2 separate regions of the Mus musculus genome follow, and region 1 is linked to region 2. Evidence: chromatin contacts called from public Hi-C data. All regions are on one chromosome and are shown on one strand. The core of a region is the stretch at or near the end of the contact, and the rest is flanking DNA. Distances in the headings are between cores, read along the strand shown. Region 1 has its middle 22 kb from the start of Gm20751. Region 2 overlaps Gm40929 (a long non-coding RNA gene).

Evidence for each region. A called contact is a pair of places that touch in the nucleus more often than the background predicts.
Region 1: a contact with region 2 is called in a Hi-C map of stem cell-derived motor neurons, with 2.8 times the contacts expected there. The contact joins two enhancer-like sites. A contact is called at or near these places in 2 of 15 datasets of contacts at CTCF or cohesin (embryonic stem cells and pro-B cells), 47 of 484 Hi-C or Micro-C datasets (B cells, CD4 T cells, the MC3T3-E1 cell line and 31 more), 7 of 115 datasets of contacts at active chromatin or transcription factors (bone marrow-derived dendritic cells, craniofacial prominence, embryonic basal ganglia and 3 more) and 1 of 9 other capture datasets (embryonic stem cells).

What each region holds. Positions count from the first base shown.
Region 1 is chr13:43,735,172-43,742,042 of GRCm38.p6, forward strand. No RefSeq gene overlaps it. Among named protein-coding and RNA genes, the nearest start is that of Gm20751, 22 kb to the left of the region's middle. Within about 2 kb of position 4,665, at least 27 of the 459 cell types and tissues checked have an H3K27ac peak or open chromatin away from gene starts, as enhancers often do. A contact at or near this core is called in muscle stem cells and stem cell-derived motor neurons, where this site is marked.
Region 2 is chr13:43,188,249-43,195,650 of GRCm38.p6, forward strand. Gm40929 (a long non-coding RNA gene) reads left to right here. Exons shown (of 4, transcript XR_873309.3): 4 at 2,793-3,348. Gfod1 (glucose-fructose oxidoreductase domain containing 1) reads right to left here. Exons shown (of 2, transcript NM_001033399.4): 2 at 7,271-7,402. Among named protein-coding and RNA genes, the nearest start is that of Gm40929, 20 kb to the left of the region's middle. Within about 2 kb of position 3,818, at least 113 of the 459 cell types and tissues checked have an H3K27ac peak or open chromatin away from gene starts, as enhancers often do. A contact at or near this core is called in muscle stem cells and stem cell-derived motor neurons, where this site is marked.

The sequences.
Region 1 (6,871 bases), core at 3,415-5,914, 550 kb after region 2:
ATGCTAAGCTCTTCTGTGTTAGTCAAGCAAGATACCACAGACTGGGACATTTATAGACAGAAGGTATTTATTTCTGTTCAACATGCTGGTAAGTCTTAAGGTCCTAGGCTTCAGATTTGAGGACTGTGACCTTGTGCCTTTCATCCTCTGATGAAACCCTCAGCCTTAACCCCTCCCCCCCTCCCCCATTTGTACCTGGAGGCCCGAGGTTGACATCAGGTTTGTGGTGGTTTGATTAAGATTGGCTCCCAAAGGTTCATATCTTTGAATTCTTGGTCATTATCAAGTGGTATTGCTTGGGTGGAATTGGAAGGTGTGGCCTTGTTGGAGGAAGTATGTCACTGGAGGGGGACTTAGAGGTTTCAAAAGTCAAAGCCAGTCTCATTGTCTGTCTCTTCCTACTGCCTGCTGGTCCAGATGTGCAACTCTCAGCTACTTCACCAACACCATGTCTGCCTATGTGCTCCCTCACCATGGCAACAATGGATTAACCGAATGAACTGTAAACCAGCCCCTCTTAAATGCTTTCCTTTATAAGAGTTGCTGTGGTCAAGGTAGCTCTTTATATAGCAATGGAACACTGACTAAGACGGGTGTCTTCGTTAGTTGGTTTTGTACTATACTTTTGTAGCGACAAGAACTGTCTCTCATACAACCTAGAGTCACTGGTTGGTTAGACTGGCTGGCCAGAAAGCTCCAGGGAACCTTCTGTCTCCACATCCATCTCTGGGTTACAAGTGGGCTCAGCTTCCTTCCTTAGAAAGTTCTGAAGATCTGAACTCAGGTCCTCATGTGTGCACAGCAAGCACTTCACCAACTGAACTGTCTTCCCAACTCTGAAGCCTTTTTACAGCAGGTGCTTGTGCATTCATAAAGCAAGGGGTCTTGTGATCGAGACATCTCCCAGCAGCCCTCACCCAACACTGTTGCATTGGGGATTCAAATTTTAACTTTGTGGGGGGTGAGTGGGCACATTAAAACCATAGTACTACTGAAGTAGAAATTTAAGGGCTCTTTGGAAAGCCAGTTGGACAGTGTTTTTTCTTGGGGCAAACATGTGAAGCAATGTTTTGTTAAAATGGACAAAGGTGTGAAAGGCTAAGACAGACTCGTGAAGGAACATCTTGATGAAGCAGACATAGGAGAGAGGATGTTCTGCTAAGGCAAGCACGTGAAAGGGCACGTGATGAAGTATTCTCTGCTAACAATATGCATGTATTGGTTCGCTTTACATTTGTCTGGACACCATAGGTTAGTTTCATATTTGATTTGGAGATATTTTTATTGTTTTAAGGTCAAGATGAATATCTGATGAATTTTCCTTTATTTTTATAATTTGGGGAACCATGGTGTGTTGGTTGACTTAATGGACTACAGAAACGATTCCTCAAAGTACAGTCTTGTGATGTAAGAATGCAGCAAAAATATTTAAGGCTCAAGCTGGTGATATTGATATGAATTTGATCTTTAAATAGTTTATAAGTGATATTGGGCATTGCTCTGGTCTGAATATGGCCTCCAAAAATTCCTATATTGAACCTCGTCACCAATATGATGGTATTAAGGGGTGGGGCCATTGGGAGGCAATTACTCTGTAGACTTGCCTTGATAATAGATTAATGTTCATATGGAAAGTGCGGGAGGAGGGGGCAGAGGGGTGGAAGCCTATGCCTGCAGTCCCATATTTGCAAGGCTGAAGTGGGATGGTGGGTTGGATAGCAAGACCCTGGAGGAGGGCGGGCTTAAGGAATAACCTAGAGCTAGTTCCCTCCTCCTCTTCCGCTTTGTCCTGCTTACCTGTCTCACCCCTACCCCTGTGAGAAGGTAGCAGAAAGGCCCTCAATGACTGCCATACACCTTAACGCTGACTTGCAAGCCTCCAGAACTGTGACAAGTCATTCTTTTGTTGATTATCCCAACATTGCTGCTTTATTATCACAGCACAGACCTGTTAAAGCCGGCATGCTTCAGTGTTCTAGTCTGTGAAATTTCGTTTCCCTGCCAAAACCATTGGCATTTATCTTGCCAGAGATTATTGTTTGCCTTGTTTCCTGAGTCTAGAGCATATATAGTGCTTGCCATATACACTTCCAGTGCATTTCTCTCTCACTTTAGGGGATTAAACAAAGCGAACGGAGGGGACTGGACTCTGTAGTATATTAAGCCGGGCAACTTAATTTTTATCGATTTGATAGGACATCATGACCAAAAGCAACATGGGGAGGAAGAGGTTTATTTTGGCTTAGAGCTCCATAGCACAGTCCACCATGAAGGAGGTCAGAGCAAGAGCTCAAGGCAGGAACCTGGTGGCAGATACTGATGGTGAGGCTGTGGAGGGATGCTGCATTTTGAATTGTTCCTCAAGGCTTGCTCATCCTGCTCTCTTCTACACCCCAGGAGCACCCCTCCAGGCTTGGCACTGCCCTTAGTGTGCTGGGCCCTCCCATATAATCATGAATCAAGAAAATGGTCCACAGGCTTGCACACAAGCCAATCTGATGGAGGCATTTCTCCTCATTGAAGTTTCTCTTCCCAGATAACTCTAGCTTGTGTCATCTTGACAAAAACAAGACAAACAAAACAAAACAAAACAAAACAAAAACAAAAATAAAAAACCCCAAACCAAAACTATCCACCATGCCACATCTAATGAATGCAAGAACATAAAGCTAGGTGGAGGAAGGAATTGTTAAAAAAAAAGAAGCCAGAATTTGAAGAGTTAGGAAATGCTAAGCTATTCGCACTGCAATATGGGAACGCACTGCATTATGGGAATGCACTGCCTTTGCCCTATAGGGTTGTTCTCCAGATGGATCATGTTGGTCACATAGTACAAAGCCAAACACTGTAAGCTGTTACACTGAGACAGAAAGCTACACTGTTATCCTGTAGATATTTGATTGTGTAGATTTCCCAGATGAAATCAGGGAAGACATGTATTTCTGTATTATTTCTTGCCATCAGGACACTTGAGATTTAGGGTGGTAAAGTGGCTCATTTATTCTGTTGACAGACAGTGTCCCTGTGTAGCTTAGGCAGTCCTCAGACTCACCTCTGCCTCCCCGCTCTTCTGACCACCAGCATCCCCCTCCACACATGGGCGGAGACAGGGTAGTCCATAGAGTAACATGACAAGGTTGCAGGACCTGGAAGAGGCTTAGAGTTTTACATTTAGTTTGGTGCTCTCTCCTGCATAAAATTATCTCATCTCAAAGACTTCTGTAGACTTTCAGCAAATCTAAATAACAAGCGTGTCATAGCGCAGTTAGAACCAGCGAGGAATACAAAATGCACAGAGGACACTTCGTCCTTCTGTTATCCAGGTCGCAAAAAATAAGCACAAGTCTCAGCCCACAAACTGCACGGCAGTCACGGGATAATGGCATTCCAGCTTTCCACTGGAATTTTTTCTTTAAAAAATTTTGTATGTATGTATGTATGTATGTATGTATGTATTTAGAGTCTGTGTGTGTGTGTGAATGCCCTTGTACGTGCACCAAGTAAGTGCAGAGCCAATGGAGGTCAAGAGAGGGCATCAGATCTCCTAGAACTGGGATCAACAACAACAACAACAACAACAACAACAACAACTGGTTCCGGAAAAGGGAAATTGGGGATTAAAGAAACTCTGCTTAGCAGCTCCATAAACGCTTGCTTCTAAGCATCTACAGGGATTGCAGCAACTGCCTGATGTTCCCAGAGGGCAGCGTTTCTGTCACTCCTTAGCTCTCTGATGAGCTGCTAAAGAAAAGAGCCCCAGACACAGGGTCTTCATCCTGCCGTCCCCAAACACACAGAAACGCAATCGTTCCCCACTGTGTCTAAGGATGCCAGACAAAAGCGAGGGGCTTTGTACAGTGTATATTTCTTTTTTTCTCATTTGAAGATTCTGTCATTTTCTTTTGATATTCAAATTTGAATTTCCGTGCAGTTGATTGTCTCCAGAGTCAGGGATAGAAGACCAGCATGCAGTCGCAGACTCGGGTTGAGAGCACTGAGCAGAACTTCCGTGAGGAACAACTCTGCCGACTTAGAGCACGTCTCACTTCCACTCATCAACAACTTTCCTAAAAGAAAGGTCACTGTGACTATGCCACCACACAGCACACCCTATGTACACTTCATGAGGCCTCTTGTTCTAGGGGAAGAAAAATGGCTTCCCCCAAACAGAGCTGGCTCATACTTTAAAAATAAAAATAAAAAACCCATTTTATTTTGCTATTAGTTGATTCCTTAAGGTAATGGAGCTAAGAAGAGCTGATCTCACCTTCTTCTATTGGTCTTTCTTTCAGGATGCTTTGAGTTATGTTCTTATTCACTTTTATCTGTGCTACAAATATTCTGGAAAGAGAGAGAGAGAGAGAGACAGAGAGACAGAGAGACAGAGACAGAGACAGAGTCACACAGACACACAGAGAGACAGAGAGAGAGACAGAGAGAAAGAGAGAGCATGAAAAGAGAAATTACACAGGTCCCCCAACATACAACTCCCTACAATGTCCCCTCTCTACAATGTACCCCCAAATCTATCTTTCTTTCTCCAGCACAGTTGATCACTGGCTAAAATTGTGAGCCCCTCCCCCAGTCTCAGGACCCAGTACAAAGCAGCTGTTCTTAGGGTTCTGTGGCAAATCTAGAGCTGTGTGGCGCTTTCCTGCCACCTAGCGGTGGTGTAGTGAAACAGAGCCTGCAGATCGAGCCAAACAAAGCAAGCCAAACATACTGAGCAAGCCTGTTCAAAAGCGAGCCCTGTTGGTCTGTGCGGCTTAGATCGGTATTAAATGGTGACTTTCGAACTTGTAGGTTTTCTCTTCTAGAAGCCAAGGTTCCCATTTATGAAAGTGGGTTGTCATCCAGTAGTATTACAACGACAAAGCTCAAATTTGGTCACTCTTAAAAGTTGAGAAGGTGAAGGACAGTGCAGGCCAGACGTCAACATTTTGGAAATGAGCCTTTGTAATGGTAACTAACCACGTGCCGGATGAGGGAACCGAAGACCAAGGCGTTGACAGCTGTTTCAAGTTCAAATCATTAGTGAGCACTGCTGGCATGGTTGGAATGCGGGGGCTCGTTTCTTCCTTCCCTGACAAGAGCAACTTGAGGAAGAGGGGCTTTTTATTTTGGCTCAGAGTCCATCATGGCGGGAAAAGCCATGACAGCCAGAAAGTGAAGCAGCTGGTCACGCTGCATCTGCCATCAGGAGTCGGACAGTGACAGATGCCGATGCTCTGCTCACTCTCTCCTTTTTATCCCGGGACCCTGGTTCACGGAGTGGCACAGCCCATACTTACAATGGGCCTTCCCACCTCAGCTAACCGAATAAAGAGTTTCCCTCACAAATAGGCCCAGAGGTTTGTTAAGAATCAACATTAACTTTCCCTTTTACCAGATGTCAACCTGGAGGAGGGTCCTGCAAAGGGTCAATTATTGTGATAGTTCAAGCAAAGGTTACTGCTGTTAAGACCTAGTTTTTGTGTGTGTGTGTATATATATATACACACACATATATATTCATGCATATGCAAACAAAACAGCTATATGCAAATATATGCAAATAACACACACACATACACACACGTTTTCATGTAACCCTGGCTGGCCTAGAATTCACTCTGTAGGTCAGACTGTCCTGAAACCTAATGAGGATCCCCCCCCTTTCTCAGTCTCTCTAAGTTTAAGTGACCGCACTAGGGTTGAATCTGAAGGATTTGGAGCTAAGTTCCCAGAAACAGGACTGGCTATCCTCTCCTTCAAACACATTCTTTTCTCCAGACAGCACATGCTTGTCAGATAGCAGCTGAACCAGAGGGAAGGGTCTGTGAGAGGGACCGGCAGGGATGCTGATCTACATGGGAAGAGCTATCCAAAGAAGCAGACCAACTGCAGCCTCATTAACAGTGTTCCTCACCCTGGGGGATGGGCAGAAACTATTCTCATGATGTAGACATGTGACCCAAACACAGGGAAATAAAGACCCTCCCTGTTGTCTTTGTTGTAGATCCTATGGGGGAAATCTGTAAATTTGTTCCTAGAGCAATCCTTTCAAATGTGTAAAAGGACATAGAAGTATAAAGGACATGCAAATAAAGTTAGTAAGTTTATATATATATATTATATATATACATACACACAAATACACACACACACATATATGTGTGTGTGTGTATATAATTGTATGTGTATTTAGTTCTGCCTGAAAAACAAAATCCACAGACGCAGAGGTGCAATATTTAGCAATAATTTCCCATGGTTCTAAGTGCTGAAGTCTGATGTCAAGTGCCAGCAGATTCATTTCCTGCTGAGAGCCCTCTTCCTGCCTTCAGAAGGCTGCCTCGTATCTGACCCCATCCTTACTCTTCAAACAGAGGGCAGGTCAGGAGTTTCTTCATCCTTACAGGGGCTGCACCCTCTTGGGGGGAGGTCTTATCTAAATCTTATCTAATCATCTCTCAAAAACACTAGGGTTAGCTTTTCAACAGAGGAATCTTGAGTAGCGGGCAGGCTAGTGATGAGACACATTTCAGCCAATGACAATAACAGCGCACTGAACAACTAGTTCTAGTTTCTGGATGCCCTGTCCATGGACCTTGGCTTAATGAATCCCTGTAGCAGTGACTCTAAGAAAATTCAGTAGTGTATAGTCACTGAACTAAATCATCTCCTAGAACATGCCCAGAGAAGCAACCCTGGCTATACAAGTAAGAGTCCTGAAAGCTGCCCATGCTCTCAGGTTTGTCTTTCTCCAGCATCCTCTGGAGTTTGAACTGGAAGGTCACGTGTCAGCTGAGGACCTGTTCTGAACTCAGGTCCTTTTCTTACCCTGTAGCCTTAGTGAAAGGGTAGACACCAGCATTACTTAGGCAAGCTGGCT
Region 2 (7,402 bases), core at 2,568-5,067:
TTGACAGAATGTGATGGTGACCACAGTGTGAGCTTATTTGTGGGTACTCTGTTCTGTTCCACTGATCAGTATGTCTGTGTTTACGCCAGTGCTGTGTTTTGTTACTATGGCTCTGTATTGTATTTTGAGATCAGGCATTGCGATGCCTTCTTTCTACCTAGGATTTCTTCGGCTAGCCAGGATCGCGTGTACTTCCCTGTGAACTTTAGGATTTTTTCCCCCCTACTTCTGTGAAGAATGTCATTAGGATTTTCATGGAGATTACTTTTGGACATACAATAATTTTCACAATACTATTTCTGCCAAATCCATGAGCATGTGAGGTTTTCCCACATCTTTTAGTCTCTGCTCTGATATTTTTTTTCACTGTCTGTAAGGTCTCAGTATGAAAGTCTTTTTCCTGCCAGGCTGGGAGTTGGCTCAGCAGTTGGGAGCACTTCCAGAGGACTGGGGTTCAATTGCTAGCCCCTACATGGCTAACAGCCATCTGAAATTCTACTTCTAAGAGATCTAACACCCTCTTCTGGTCTCTGCAGGCATCAGGCACAGTGTGTACAGACACACATGCAGAGAAAACACACGTACACAGAATATTTTTAAAAACATGTTTAAAAGATTTTTATGTCTCTGGTTAGGTTAGTTGCTAGAGGTTTGGGTGGATTTGGCTGGTTTGTGTTTGTCTTTCTTTTTCTTTCTTTCTTTTTTTTTTTTTTTTTTTTGTTGTTGTTGTTGTTGTTGTTGTTTGTTAGTTTAGCAACTGTGAGTGGACTTTTTTTCCTGATTCCTTTCTCAGCAACTTTTTTTGTAGAAAAACTACTTTCCTCTCCTGTTGTATCTTACCATCTGGCTGAAAGCACTTATCATATTCATGAGTTTGATTTTAGAATCTGTAAGAGTATTTGAAATATAAGAATTGTGTGCTCTGCAAATAGGGATAATATGACTTGTTTTCCCACTTGCATCCCTTGTATTTCTTGTAGCATCGCTCTAAGGCTTTGAGTGCTATATTTAAAGAGTGGCAAGACTGACCCCCTGACTTTTCCCTGCATTAGAGGACCTGCTCTGTGTTTACCATTAGTGTTGGCTACCGCTTTGTCATGTGTGACCTTTATTGTGTTGAGATTTCTTCTTTTTATTCCTAGTTTCTTGAAGCCATTTTAAATCTTTTTAAAATTTTTATGTCTATGGGTATTTTGGCTGTATGTATATCTGTGCATCATATGCATACAGTGCTGGGGGTGGGGGGGCAGAAGAGGGCATTAGATCCCTGGGACTGGAACAATTACAAGCCACCATGTCAGTGCTGGGAATTGAACCCAAGTCCCTAGAAGAGCAGCCAGTGTTCCTAACTACCGAGCCATTTCTCTGGTCCTTCGGAGGCTTTTTACTATGAAGGGATGTAGAACTTTGTCAAATGCCTTTTCTGCTGTGAGATGACCAGGTAATTTCTAACCTTAAGCTTATTTACATGCTGGGTTTCATTTACTGATTTGTGTACGTCGAGTCAATCTCGTGTCTCTGGAACAAAGCCATCTGTTCATAGTGCATGATCTTAATGCAGTACTGCATTTGGCTCACAAGATCTTATCGTGAACTTCTGCATCTTCATTCACTGGAGAAACTGTCACATAGTTTTCCTTCTTTCTTGTATCCTCATCCAGCTTTGCTATCAGGGCAATTGTGGTTCCATAGAATGGGTTTGATGGTGTCCCTTCTCCTTTTAGTTTAAGAAACAGTTTGGGGAGCATTGGGGGTAACTTTTGAAAGATTTAGGGAGATTTATTACTGCCTTGAATGGTTATTAGGGACCTGCTTGTGTATTTATATTTGGTTTAATTAAAACTTTTTTCCTGCCGGGTGTGGTGGCGCATGCCTTTAATCCCAGCACTTGGGAGGCAGAGGCAGAGGCAGGCGGATTTCTGAGTTCGAGGCCAGCCTGGTCTACAAAGTGAGTTCCAGGTCAGCCAGGGCTATACAGAGAAACCCTGTCTTGACAAAGCAACAACAACAACAAAAACCCTTTTATCCTTTTGATTTCTTCATTGCTCTATTAATTATTCAAGAGAACATACCTAGTTCCCTTGTACAGTTTCTAAAGTTCCCCTTGTTCCCAGTTTCTAGTACTATTCTACTATCACTAACAGAGGAGGCATATAAAGTTACAAATTCATACACTGAATAGCTCAAAGATCTTCACAGGGCAGCATTTTAAAACATCCCTGTGATACAACAGGGTTTATAGTAGGAAACTGTAGTTGCTACCGTTCCCCTTGTTCCCAGTTTCTAGTATTTCTCTGCTATTCCTAACAGAGGAGGTGTATACTTCTCCTCACCATCGGCCTCTTCCTCATTTTAAGTATTTTCATGTGTACCTTGTTATTTGTACATCCTTATAAAAATTGTACATTATAAACTTATACATTTAATTGTGATATTTCATGTATTAACATACTTTGGTTATAAGATTTTACTTGTTTAATTTTTGAGACTTATTTTGTGGCCTAAAGTAGTCTGTGCTAGACAATGTTCCCTGTGTGATGAGAAGAATATACATTCCACAGCTCTTGGATGTCATGTGTTGTACCATGCTTAGTCTTAGGCAAATGTGTGAGAAGCAGCAGAGTGTAATGTCCTGTAAATGGCTGGTTTGTTTAGTCTATAGTATAATTTAACCCTAGCATTCTTTGCTGCTTTATGTTACGATAGCTTTGGGTTCTTCATCAGTCTGTTGTTGAAAGTGGGTACATATTCTCTCCAAGAGTCAGAGTATTAGCATTCATCTCTTCTTACAGAGCTAATCATGTCTTCAAGAGGACGGGGAAAGGGAAAGAGGCTAAGGAGGCCGGGGAGGAGACCCATCATCGATCGGCAGGAGATGAAGTGAAGGGGATACAGCATGTGTCAGGTGACCAGGAAACAAAAATGACTGAAAAGCACTCAGTCTGCATGGATGGTTTGGATGCATGGTGGGTCCAATGGCAGGATGGATGGACGGACAGATATAAGCAAGAAAGAGAGGCTGCTCGAAAGTAAAGGAGAACCTGGATGTCACAGGAAATCCAGCAAGGCAGGAGATCCAGATCTGACCCACAGAATGGGTTAGGGAGTCCCAGGGATAAGAAGCCAGAGACTCCCCTGTTGAGCTTCCAGCTCTGTGGGTCAGGCAGGCTATGCTGGGAACTTCCACAGAAACATTCTCGTGTAGGAAGAGAAAGGAGACTGGAATGACAGGTTCTCTGGCTGCTGAGAAGGGCAAAGAGGCCCTGTGTATGCCAAAAGATAAATGGCACACACTGAGTGGTAAGGGGCCAAAAGATCCAGGACAGGTGACAGGAGAGGGTGAAGTAGAGGCTTTTGTATCTTTGGGGGGGGGGAGGCTGAAGGGGGGGGGCGATTTGCAAATGGGAAAAGCACCAAGAAAGGAGGGACCCAAGAGATGGCACTTACTTAAAACACAGTGGTAGACATAGAACATTTCTTTCAGCAACTGCCAACAGCTTGCTAGCTTTGGACAGCCAGATTTCATAAACTTCCTGCAGAAACTCCTCCTCCATTCTTTCTCACCGCTGTCCTCCTCATACAGGCTGTTCTTGAATCACAGATTAAAGGCTGTCGGCCGCAAATAGCTCCTCTCCCACGTCCCACGTAGCTCCCGCGTAGCTCATGTGAGTTCGCTTATCTGCATAGCCTTCCGTTATCTTGGATGCCCAGCTCTCTGGCCCTTACATCCGTTTTCTCCCTTTCATCTATTCTTACCCTTGACATGCTCCAATCCTTTTGCGGCTGCCCTCTCTTCCCCTTACCGTCCCTGTTATGGCCAGCCCCGCCCTCTTTTCCCTCCCACCTCCTTTGTGACCTGCTACATGTTGTCCCTTCACAGCTGGATTTCCACACAGCTGCTATTCCGGGGCCAGTTCTGTCTCCTGCTTTGTGCCAGGAACCTGAGTATCAAGTTAGCTTAGCACACTTAAAAGCCACTTCATCTGTTGGTGAACTTGTCCCAGATGAAACCCAAGAACATAGTGGGTCTTTAGGCTGACTGCATGACACCGGGTCATAGATCTGCTTCGTCCTTGCTGGTGGAGTATCTGAAGCAATTATGATTAACCCTTCCCAAGTGGGTCTCTAGCCTTACCCTAACCTAGCCCTGATCGAGACTCTTTCGTTCTTTATTAGTGGCTTGGGGTGGTTTTACTAAGCCTTAACTTTGTACACAAGCACCCCCCCCCCATCACCTTAGGGTCCCTCTTGGTTTTGTTTTTTGTTTTGTTGTTGTTTTTGGTTTTTTTGTTTTTGTTTCGAGATAGGATTTATCTGTGTAGCTCTGGCTGTCCTGGAACTCACGCTGTAGACCATGCTGGCCTCGAACTCAGAAATCCACCTGCCTCTGCCTCCCAAGGGCTGGGATTAAAGGCATTCACCACCACTACCTGGCCTTTGGGTTGTATTGTAATAAGAATTCTTGATTGTAAAAACTGTTGTTTTGAGTTGCTGACTGAAGGTTTGTAAAAACATCATGAAATTGGGGCTGACATTACAGACTACAATAAGTTTAACTGCATTTACGTTGCCTTGACATTGGACTTGGTATTTTAAAACATTTGGGGGGATGTGGGTGGGTGCCACACATGCATATGGAGGTCAGAGGACAACCCTTGAAAGCTGGCTTTCTCCTCCTTCCATCCATGATCTGTCAAAGATCAAACTCTGGTTGTCCGGCTTAGCAGTAAGACCTTCACCCACCAAGCTGTCTCACCCACCCAGGGTTGGTATAAATAACCCAGAGATGATTTAACGTTTATGGGAGGACCGTGTAGGTGCTGTGGTATACCCTCCATTTTACAGAGGGGACCTGAGCATCCATGGGCTTAAGCGCATGTGTGGATGCTGGATCAAATCCCCCCTTGGATACCAAGGGACTATAATTGCCTGAGAAAGCCTCCCTTGAGTGACTTATCCTATTTTCACAGATGGCTAGAGGGAAAGAGTGTGGTTTGATCTGTATGTAATTAGCAGATAAAGGTATTTCTGTAATTAGTACAACATTTGAGAGGAAGCCCAAGCAACCAGGTCAGATTCCGTGGCGTTATCTTGCAGACCTGTGGTTGAGCCTCAGTCATCGCTGAAGTCACCCCTCAGGAATTTACCCAGCAGATGCAGACTGAGAGATAACAGTCAAAGGAAGCCTGACTTGAACAAGCAGGCAAAGGCATTTGAAGGGCTTTAACTGGCACCGATTTCTTAGAGCAGTGTTTGGTTCTAGCGAGCTGCAAAGCTGTGTGTGTTTGTGACTTGGCGCCAACCCTGTGGAAGGGTGTGTCCTTTCTGTCTCATCTAGATCTCTTGAACCGTCTTTCAATGGGAGCAAAGTCCAGAGAGCCCCAGGCAAAGGGACCTTTCCCACTCAGGGAAAGAACAAGGCAGATGTGGCTCAGTTAGTGGGACCTTATTGCTTACATTAAGGCGATGCTATTTCTCCCACCTTAATAAAATTTCTTCATACTTTGCATACATGTAATTCATCATAAAATACGTCAGTCATTTCGTTTTTCAAATGGAGCCAACCAGACTTGTCATGATAGGTTCTAAAATACATGAGATTTAAAACAACACTAAACAAAATCCCAGCACTTGAGAGGCAGAGGCAAGTAAATTTACTTGGTTGCATAGTGAGTTTCAGGACAGGTACTCAAACTCACTATGTACAGACTGCCAGAAAAAAAAAAAGGAAGGGAAACTAGAAGGTGGGTCTGTTTATGGGTTGGGATGCGTTGACAGACAGACATGAGAGGATATGTGAAGTTCTCTTGACCCATGAGGAGCCTAGATGGCATGCTGAGAAACCGGCCATTGCATTGAGCAGTCACCGGCCATTGCATTGAGCAGTCGCCAGGAGCCTGGAAGCCATCCCAATCCATGATTCCACAAGACGCAGAACAGATTGAGCATGCCTTGTCCCCACCTGAGCCTGTGTATTTCTGAGTCTAGAGATTCTTGCTTCACCTTCTGATTTGGTGGGATTTGGGGATACGTGAATAATGGTCGAGCATCTCTAATCTGAAAACCCGAAGTCCAAATGTTGCAGAGTCCATTATGTTGACACCCAAAAGGGTTTCAGGTTCCGGAGCATTTGGGGGTTTCAGACTTCTCAACCTATACGATTCTTGGTTTATGAAGCAAGAAATGATCCCAACTTGGGAACAGTCAGCATCTCACAGAAAGCCCACGACATGAAAAAGAATAGGCAGCTCCTAGCTCAAAGATGTTTGAGCTTGGTGCTTAGGTTTGTGACTTGCACTGAGCCTTGATTCCCAGGATAACCTGCTATGAGAGGTAAAGATGCTGCCCCGCCCCCTCAACAATGCCCCGCCCCAATCTGGGCAGGAGGCTCTTATCCCCATTGCCTTGATTAGCACTGATGAGGTTCACTTCCTGGCAGGCTTTCTTTGTTTTAGCGGTGTTTGAGTGGCCATTTTGGACTGAGCTTAACTGTAAGTTTGCATGTCATGGGGGAGTCTCTATAGCCTTGGCCTTCCCTCTGCTGTGTTGTATCAGAGTGAACAAAGATGCTCTTATTGGCAGAGGATGTACTTAAACTCCCGATCCTCCTGTCTCTACTTCTGGAATAATAGCATTTGGTGACATGGGCCACCAAACAAGATTTATGATATTGAAACAGAAAATTCTAAAATTTGCTCCTCTGATATAAAAGCTGTGCTTTGGTCTAGCCTTTGCCACAAACTCAAACATGCATGTAGACATGCGTGCACGGGCACACAGATAGGTCCTCTCCCTCTATTTCAACATTTTCAGAATGGTTTAAGGCAGATCTCTTGAGTCTGTAGTCAGTGGTTCCCACCTGTTTAGCTTCATGGGTATTGACCGAGCCTCATCCCAGAGCTCCCACCCCTACTGCCGTCTGCTTCAGAGCTCACAAACTGGGCAGCCCCCAAATCAAGAGCCCCTGGGGTTAGACAAGACCAGGCTGGAATCACCTCTTCTTCAAAGACTTTATTTGCCACTTTTGTCCTTTCTCCCACCAACACTCAACTCGTCAAAGCCATTCATGGACAGGGGAAGCGATGTCAGAGCAGCCGGGGCAGCTGGCTGAGCATGTCGACCCTGATCCAGAGCACCACATCGGCACCAGTGGGGCATCATCCACTCAGGAGCCTGGAACTGCAGATCCCGAGGGAGGGCAAGCCACCTCCAGCTCCGTAGTGATTTGCCTTGAGAACACCAAGCACAGCTGCAGTCACTGTCCTTTTTTCTTTTAAATTTCTTTGTTTAATAATAGAAAACAAAAAGTAAAACCTTCTATAATTTATAAGCTATTTTTTTTACTATCTACATTATATATAAAATATAGACTCTGTTTTACTTTATAACACACATCTTTTCC